Regions from separate parts of the Mus musculus genome. Here all the other regions are linked to region 3. The links are chromatin contacts, called in public HiChIP or PLAC-seq and promoter capture Hi-C maps. All regions are on one chromosome and are shown on one strand. The core of a region is the stretch at or near the end of the contact, and the rest is flanking DNA. Distances in the headings are between cores, read along the strand shown. Region 1 holds the start of Ptpn9 (protein tyrosine phosphatase, non-receptor type 9). Region 2 overlaps Pstpip1 (proline-serine-threonine phosphatase-interacting protein 1). Region 3 holds the start of Lingo1 (leucine rich repeat and Ig domain containing 1).

Region 1 (2,741 bases), core at 77-2,576, 360 kb before region 3:
GGAAATGGGGACGAGGGTAAGAGCCTAGCCTGGGAAAGCAGAATAGGGAGGTCAAGGCCAGGGACTTGGGGAGCTAGAAAAGGAACAGATCTTTCAGGATCTGTCCAAGTAGGCCCGTCACAGCAGTCTGAAAGCCTGAAGGGCTCCTTTGAGAATCTGGGCCACCTCTTTACCAGCGCTACCTCCCCCCATCTTGGGAACGGAGACAACCACCTAGGAATCCTCCCCCCAAATGGCTTTCCTTGCCCTTGAAAACAACGGACCCTCGAGAAAAAAAAAAAAAAATGCAAACGCTTCCAGAGAGTAGAAGGGCCTGGGACAAGGTGTCCTGCAGTCATCCAGTGGGGAGCCCGCCCCAGTTCGAGGAACTTTAATATTCATTGAAATGGAGCAGCACGGACCCCCCCCCCCCCGGAAGTCTCGAAGCATAAGAATCTCAGAGCCAGGGGTCCCACGGCTCCGGGGCTGGGCTGGGCGATGGCCTGGGGCGCGGTCTCCGGCCCGGGGAGGCCAGCCCGCAGGCCTGAAATGCGAGCAGGAGCCGCTGAGGGCCCGGGGCGAGGAGCGCAGCCCGGCGAACAGAGGCCGGCCTAGGCCTCGGAGGCTCGGACACACCCACCGCTGCAGCGGCGCTTACCTGCTCCTCCTCGGGGGTCAGCTCCGGCGCCATGTCCGGCCGGGGCGCGGTCGCCGGCTCCATCCCGCCGCCGCCGGGGCAGGTCTGGTGGGCGAGCGCCAGAACCCGCTGCACTCGCGCTCCGCTTCTGTGGCCCGGCGCCTCAGCAGCTCTCGGTCGGCTCGCGCATGGTGCGAGCGCCCGGCGCCCGCGGCGGCTGCCAACGCCGCTCCTGCTGGCCGGGGAGAGCCCGCTGTCGCTCCCCGCGGAGAGGAAATGCCTCCTGTTTGCTTCACTCCTTTCCTCACGCCACCCCTCCTGTCCTGAGGAGGAGAAAGTGCGGGCGAGGAACTAACAGCAGTTCGAGGTCTGCTTGGCTTTCTTTCTTTTTTAGGAGTCCACAACTTTTACAGCCACCGCGAAGGCGCCTGGCGGGAGTTGGAGGCCGTCGGCCTTCCGAGCCGCTTAACCCCCGGGGCAGAGCTCGCCGGCGCCTCGAGACCGCCCAGCCCGGGCGTCCACGGGGATGCGGGCCCTGCGAACTGCTCCGTGGCCTCGCGGCCCAGTTCCTCAAAAGCCGCCGCGGAGACAGGGAGGGCGGGCGCGAGCGAGCGAGGAAAAGGCGTCCCCCTCCCGGCTCAGGGCCAGCGCTGCGGCCTGCGCCGCGTCCGCCCGAGCCCCCCACGGCTCCATTGAGAAACTGAGCATCTCATTCACAAACAGGAGCCGGGGAGGGCCGGGCCGGACGGGGACGTTGTCCGAGAGGGGGAGACAGAGAGGAGCTGGGAGGAGGGGAGGCTGAGCGGAACGGAGCGGCGCGGCGGGGGAGGGGCTGCGGGGACGAGAGGCGACTCCCCTACGGGAGCGGGAGGGAGACGCGACTGGGAGTTAAAAGAATCCAAAACTGCGCGAGGACCGGTGCCCTTCCCGGTATTCACGGGCGGCTTCTACCTATTCGTGGTAGGGTCTGAAAGGTTGCCTGTGAGGTCCAAGATGCCTCGGATCTGACAGATAAGCAAGGGCCGCATTTCTTTGCTCAATGAATGTATCCTGTAGTCCAGCATCATTGTAGCTAATTGTAATCGGGTACAAAGAGAGAGTGAGGAAGAGACAGAGAGAGACATCCTGTTTCAGAATTCATTCAGGAAGCCCACAGCCTTTGCAAATGCATGATTTTACTCTAGGGTAAACAGCAGAGTCTGGGTCTCTCAGGATAGGAGCATTGAGAAGGCAGGGCTGGGCCTACTGTGATTTTTTTTATCATGTTAGACCAAAGATAAGTATTCTAGAAGGATTTCAAGAAATCGGAGTGCCACAACTAGTCCCCCCAGGACTGAAGTCCAGAAAGAACCAGGGGATGGGTCTTCGGAAAAGAAAATGCTATAGGTTTTGATGCCCATCTTGGAGAACTTTTTAAAAAATAAATTATATATATTCTTAACTCCATTTTGGCACCAGTGCAATAGCAGCTTCAGGGTTACCTCTGCTAAGTTTTTTCCTTTGTGTGTGTGGAGGGTCAGGGGGCCAGGAAAGACAGAGTTTTGAGAAAGGATCTCTATGTACCCCTGGCTGTCCCAAAATTGGCTGTGTAGACCAAGCTGGCCTTGAACTCACAGAGATCTGCCTCTTGAGTGAAGGAATTAAAGGCATGTCCATGCCTCCTTGCCCCTCAACTATGTTAGTTTGTCTTTTGCCACCAGTAAAATGAACTCTACGCTGAACTCAGGAACCTACTCAGGAGTTGGTTTCAGTATTGAAACTGGAAGACAGTCTATAACAAGTCTATCTGCACACCAGACACTGCACTATGCACTGGAGTTAAAATAAGACAGTATAAGATAATGGAAGATGTATCAGGAAGTAAAATAATGAAGACACTCAGGGACTCGCGTGATGGGTCAGTGGTTAAGAATACTGGCTGACCTTGGAGTGGATCTGGGTTCAATTCTAGTACCCACGTGGTAGTATAGAACTTTTAAGGAGCATGTGATGTATAAACATACATCAGGAAAAAAAAAACACCCATACATGTTGTACTGGCTAGTTTTGTGTCAACTTGACACAGCTGGAGTTATCACAGAGAAAGGACCTTCAGTTGAGGAAATGCCTCCATGAGATCCAACTG
Region 2 (2,748 bases), core at 238-2,737, 510 kb after region 3:
GATATTTGATGTGTCACAGATGGGTGTGGTGTTTGGTCACCTCACAGGATGTTCATGAGAAGGAAAATGACATTTCCAGTCAACATCAGCCTGGTTCTTTCCAGTCGCTCAAAGCCTTTTCCCATTCTGTCTGCCACATACTGTGCCAAGAAGCAGTGATGGCAGACGCCTCAGAACAGCTAGCCTGATCCTCAGCCCCAGAGCCTTGGTTCCAGGCAATCTGCTGCCTGGACCCAGCCTGTAAAGTGCCCTCATGTCTGAGATGGATAAGAGAGCACAACCCAAAGGCGGCCCAGCCTTGTCAATCTGCATGGTTGCTTAGCCAAGCCTGCCTTTCTGCTCCGGTGAGGATCAGAGAATGGAGATGCATTGGTGATGAACATGGAGGAGCCTTGCAGCAACCCCCTCCTCCCCCCTCTCTAGACCATACTTGCTCACAGTTTCACCTCTGGCTGCTGACATTTGCCTGGTACATGGTTAGGCCTCTATTGCTGGCTTCCAGGTGGGCAGGCAGGGAAGCCACGGGCCCACAGCTGGTTCCTGTGAGGTAGGCACAGACATGACGGGGTCGTGTCAAGGAGGAACACTGAGGGCTGTGTGCCGCCTCCAGAGCCACCAGCACTTTCTCGTCCCCAGCAGTCTTCTTATCCCCTATGTTCTTATGTATGCTCAGACATTTGCCTTCTGGCAAACGTGGCTGCTGCCGCCTCTCCACATCCTTCTGTGCCCCACTTCCCTGTCACAGGATGCCTCATCTCATTGTGGCCCTCCTGAGCCCCTCTCACTTGCATCTTCCTGGCTGTCCCAAGTATGAATGTAGCTCTGGCAGCCTGGGAGCTTCGGGCACCTGGGTCGAGGCCTCTCCTCTGTCCCTGGCTGAGACTGGGCCTGACTGCTCCTGTTAGTGGCAGAGCTCTGTTCTCCCAGCCTCTGTATACTCTGGCTCTCTGGATCGAGGCCCTGGACACTGGGTAAGAGAAAAGGACCCCAGCAAAGGAAGAATGTGCCGCTTTACTCCTTCTGGGAGACATTTATTGAGAGTAGCCAGCACCCAGCCCATTCCCAGCACCACCGGGCTTGGTTCTGGCCCCGTGAGGCCTGGGCGGTGATGGAAAGAAACAGTCCTGACCTCACAGTCAGGGCGGAGGTATGTGGAGACTGCTAGCCTTTCCTCAGAGCTTCTCCAAGTACGACCCAGGGACAAAGCCACGTTGTCCGTTCCGCTCCACAGTCCACCAGCCATCCTCCCCTTCCAGGATGACCGCCAGGATGTCTCCCGCGGAAATGTCCAGCTCATCAGAATTCTGGGCAAGAAATGGCAAGTGTGTGAGATGGGAGGAGCCACCAGGACGGGGTGCTGTGCTCTGCGGCCCCCACTTTGGCAGTGCATGTTTGTCTCCCAGGGCAAGCAGTCTGCTGAGTCATGCTAAGGCCTCCAGAGTGGTTCCTTTGCAGATAGACAGGCTGTGGGGTTTCCCCAAAGGCACTTGGCCTCCTAACAAGCTCAGGTTGTCATGGAGACCTCCCATCCTGGACTTCTCTCACTGCTCCAACCACTGCAGCTCCTCAGAAGTGCTTGTCACAACGTAAGGGCAAGCTCTAGACAAATCACACAGCAATCTACTGCTACCTGAGTACCCTGTTACTGTCCAGGTCTGTACCCCTGAATGTGACCTCAGTACAGCCCCATCTAGCTTGCCTACATGTCTGCCTATATGTGTGGGTGTATTAGCCCAAGTTCAGGGCCTGCCTTCCAGGTCTACCCCTACCCCCTTAAGCCCAGGGCTTGTGTTGGACTTCAGTCCATCTCAAGCACAGATGCTCTGTGGGTGCCCTGCCCACCTTTCTCCAAGGATGTCAGGAAATAGTTCCAGGGCAGCTCAAGGACTCATTTTTGGTCATTGTGCACAAGGCCTGATCTATCCACAGCAGATCCTGGTCCAGCAGATGTCCACTGAACTATTCCAGTCTCTGGTGCTATGTAAGTGCTCACGCCCCAGGCGTGCTCCCAGGCACAAGGGGAAGCCCTCACCTGTGCGGTGTAGTCGTAGAGTGCCCGGTAGTCCTGGGCTGATGAGTTAAGGTTTCCCTGGGTCGCCTGCACTTCGATGGATGCGTAGACCAACTCATTCCGCTCAGGGGTGGGAGTCAGAGTCTCTGTGGAAGCTGAGAGCAGGATGAGGCCCGAATCTGAGACTGCTGGGGTGGGGCTTAATCCTACACCATCCACACTCTTGGACAGAATACCTTTTCCCTCTGGGACATTAGTGTTCCATCAATGCTATACAGGAGTCCTCTCATCCCCACTGGTGGGAGACATGTCCCCTCTCCCATTAGCCCTTCCCCCTTATTTACCAGCAGGAGCAGAAGGTGTGGTCTTGGGACTTCCATGTAGCAGCCCAGAGAACCTGGTGGTAGGGAGGAGAGAAGAGGGGTAGGCCTTGCCTTACCTCACTGGAAGCAAAGGGGATAATTGGGAATTCTCAGCGCTTCAGGACCTCTGCCAACCTGCTACCACCACAGGCCTCCATGGCAGCAGGCCTCCCCACAGCCATTCCTGATAGTCCCTTCGTTCTCAGCATCCTCTCCTCCCATGGTCACTCTCCTGGTCATCTCCGCACCTGCAGCCAGCAGGGCCCCATCCCCACCAGATCCCCAGCCCCAGGCTCTGTGGGGAGGAGGAAGCTACCTTTAAAGTTCAGCTCCCACATATCTTGCCAGGCCCAGCCAGTGTGGGCCAAGCAAGTC
Region 3 (2,885 bases), core at 135-2,634:
GGGTGGGAACTTGAAGCTGGCCTCTCCAAGCCAGCCAGGTATCTCCGAAATGTCAGTCTGGTTCCTTGGAAGGAGAACGAGGTACTGGGAACGGGATCCTTGCCCACCCCAGAAAGACAGGCCTTGCGCTGGTCTCTTCCTGCCCTGCTCAGCTTCCTTCTTTGCCTGCCTACAAACTATCGGGAGTGCTGAGGTGCTAATGGGGAGAAGGGAACTCTGCCTTGTGGTGTCTTCATTGATGGTTATTCTAATCAATCTGGCATGGTTTTAAGGGGCATCTGGCTTCAAGCAGATGGAAAGAGGTGCAGTAGATAGATGAGGTCCCAACGGGTTGCCTGCCTACACCGCAGCCCTTGCCAGGCCACCCTGCCAGGCTAGTCTCTGATCTGTGGCCCAAGAAGAGTTTGGGTCTCTATGTAAAGGTCTTGTTCTGTGGAGCCATCTGAAGATGTGGTACCCACCAAACTCAGTATTTATTTTAGGGAGTTAGATGGTAAATAGCTAAGCCCAGACCGAGGATCTATACTGCCCTCTGCTGGTCACTTGGTAGAGTGCCACCGTCCGGAGCCTGGCAGATAGGCCTGCTGCCCTCTGCTGGACAGGAAACCCGACGGGGAGGGGACTGGGATGCTAAAGCAGATTCTAGACCTGGCCTCCCGGTAGACCCACTTAGCCAGCTCGGCTTCCACATCCCCTTCCTGTGCTTCCCGGCGGCCGGCCTCACCCTAAGATCCCTAGGAAGCAATGGTGGTGGTGGTGTGGTGTGGTGTGGTGTATGTGTGTGTGTGTGTGTGTGTGTGTGGTGGGGGGTGTCCTGGACATTTCGAGAGGAGGGGTCAAGACCTGACCCTCCTCAAGCTGTCCTCTAAACAACCGTGATCAGGTTGGGGGGTGTGGGGGCTGTCTGTCCACGTGCGTGTGTCGGTCCACACGGCAGTGTGCAGTGACCCCAGTTAACACGTGTGAACACACGCGCTCACATGCACACGCATGTGGCCAGAGACAATCAAACGCGAATGGGTGCACGCACTCTGGGAAGACCGCGGGCTGGGCTGGCTTAAGACTTGCTGGAGCCTGGGACCCAGAGGGGCGCTGCGTGGTGCAGGGCGGGAGCGCGGGGGCGCCGGCCCGGGAGCGTTCTTCGTCTGCGCCCCGCTGCCACTCTCGCTGCGCCCTGGGCGCTGGGCAGCTGCTGGGGCGCTCCTCCATCTTCGTCCGGTTCTCTGAAAGAAGGACCCCCACCCAGGTTTTGCGGCCGCGCCTTCTCTCTCCTCCCCCGCCCGGCTCCAGAGCTCGCTCACTAGCTCCCTCCCTCCCTCCCTCTGTCCCTCCTCCCTCCCTGGCTCGCTGCTCGCTCCTCTCGCTCCCTCCCCACGCCGCGGCAGAGCGCGGAGCCCGAGCGGGAGCCGGCGCGGGAGCCGGAGCGGGCGGCAGCTCAGGAGGCGGCCGGACCTGGACCCGTCCCGGTCCCGGAGCGCGCGGAGTCCCCACCCGCGCCGCTCGGGCCCCTCTCCCGACGCGGGGCTCAGAGCAGCATGCGCGGCAGCTGCCCACCGGTCCCAGCCCTGGCCCCGGCCCCGCTGCAGAGAACGCCCGGCCTCGACCCCGGCCCCAGCGGTAGAGGCGGTGGCGGCCGCTCCCGGCCGGCCCAAGGGACAGAGCCAGGCTCCGGGAGCCCGCAACACTCGTCCTGAGAGCCCCGGCTCCTCAGCCCGCTACGGCCAGGGCCTCGGCCTCCGCCCCCGACTCCCGAGCTCCTGCCCTAGAGTCGACTGGGCTCCCGCCCGCGTGGGACAGACAGACGGACAGCCAGCCCTGCGAGGGCGCGCGGACCGGGCGGAGGTGTTGTAGGAGGAGACCGAGGAGGGGGGCTGGGCTGGGGCTGGGGCCGCGCCGGCAAGAGAGACATGCGATTGGTGACCAAGCCGAGCGGACGGACAGCGCGCCCGAGATGCAGGTGAGCCCCTCCGTCTTGGCCGAGCCCGAGTCGGCAGCCCTGCGGCGAGCTGGGAGCTGGAAGCTGCTGTCGGCCCAGGCTTCACCCTCATGGGGCTATGTAGGGCACCTTGTACCGCCCAGACCCCCTTTGGGGTCGCAGGCCTGACCCTCAAGTTTCAAATGATTTTCCCATTTCCGTTCCGCTGGTCCTAACAGATCCCTGGTTGGCAAGCTGGGACCCGTGGTCAAGGAGAGATCCCTACCATTCCTTTCCATTCCTGCCCTGGTGCCCCCTAAATCATCCTCCCATTCTGGGCAGTGGTCACCCAAGAGGATATGTTCTCTCAGCTCTGGGTGAGTCCCTTTCGGTGGACCAGAGACCACTCCCCAGCCCTGGCTAATACCCTTAAGCTTGAGGACACAGCTAGCAAACAGTTTCTCCCCAGGCTCTAGGATTGCCCCTCTCTCCACAGGAACCTTGTCAGCCTCTTTCTGGCTCCTTTCTCGCTCCGCCTGGATGAAAGGGAGGTGGAGGGCGGAAGAAAAGGGAGGGGGGAGTCCAGTTGAGGAAGACCCAGGAACCTTCGGGGCTCCCCTTTGTCTTCGTTCAGCCGGGCTTCTCACCTCCTCCTGCCCCACTTTTCATTCCTAGGGAAATGGGTGGGAAGTGGGAGCCTGCTGAGAAGGGGGGAGGTGAGGAAGGAGCCTCCTGTGTGTGTCCCCCCAAACGCACCCTATTCGGGTGGGTTTTGGGCTTCCTGCCCTCTAAGACACCCAGATGTTTCTTTCTGGGCGGGTCCCACTTTGAGAAGGGGAGGGGCCAGGCAGGTAGGCAGTCCCCTGGGTCTCTTATTGCTGGGGTCCCTGACCAGCCCCTGACCAGCTCTTGTTGTGGCGGCACCTCCCCTTTGTTCTCAAATGCCCTGTGGTGGGTGGTGTGGCGACTG

What was found. Promoter capture Hi-C pulls out the DNA fragments that hold promoters and counts their contacts. HiChIP or PLAC-seq counts read pairs in DNA pulled down with a chosen protein or histone mark.
Region 1: a contact with region 3 is called in a promoter capture Hi-C map of embryonic stem cells, with 9 read pairs. The contact joins the promoter of Ptpn9 here to the promoter of Lingo1 in region 3. A contact is called at or near these places in 3 of 39 promoter capture datasets (all in embryonic stem cells) and 2 of 484 Hi-C or Micro-C datasets (both in embryonic stem cells).
Region 2: a contact with region 3 is called in an HNF4G HiChIP or PLAC-seq map of pancreatic cancer cells. The contact joins the enhancer-like site here to the promoter of Lingo1 in region 3. A contact is called at or near these places in 1 of 15 datasets of contacts at CTCF or cohesin (embryonic stem cells), 3 of 484 Hi-C or Micro-C datasets (embryonic fibroblasts and embryonic stem cells), 8 of 115 datasets of contacts at active chromatin or transcription factors (embryonic forebrain, embryonic stem cells, forebrain and 3 more) and 2 of 9 other capture datasets (adipose tissue and embryonic stem cells).

What each region holds. Positions count from the first base shown.
Region 1 is chr9:56,993,553-56,996,293 of GRCm38.p6, reverse strand. It overlaps Ptpn9 (protein tyrosine phosphatase, non-receptor type 9), which reads right to left and starts at 1,326. Exons shown (of 13, transcript NM_019651.2): 1 at 638-1,326. The coding sequence starts at 700.
Region 2 is chr9:56,127,145-56,129,892 of GRCm38.p6, reverse strand. It overlaps Pstpip1 (proline-serine-threonine phosphatase-interacting protein 1), which reads right to left. Exons shown (of 15, transcript NM_011193.3): 13 at 2,356-2,408; 14 at 2,033-2,166; 15 at 1,003-1,304. The coding sequence ends at 1,173. Among named protein-coding and RNA genes, the nearest start is that of Tspan3, 33 kb to the left of the region's middle. Within about 2 kb of position 1,487, at least 76 of the 459 cell types and tissues checked have an H3K27ac peak or open chromatin away from gene starts, as enhancers often do. A contact at or near this core is called in embryonic fibroblasts and pancreatic cancer cells, where this site is marked.
Region 3 is chr9:56,634,147-56,637,031 of GRCm38.p6, reverse strand. Lingo1 (leucine rich repeat and Ig domain containing 1) reads left to right here and starts at 1,384. Exons shown (of 2, transcript NM_001311076.1): 1 at 1,384-1,957. The coding sequence starts at 1,952.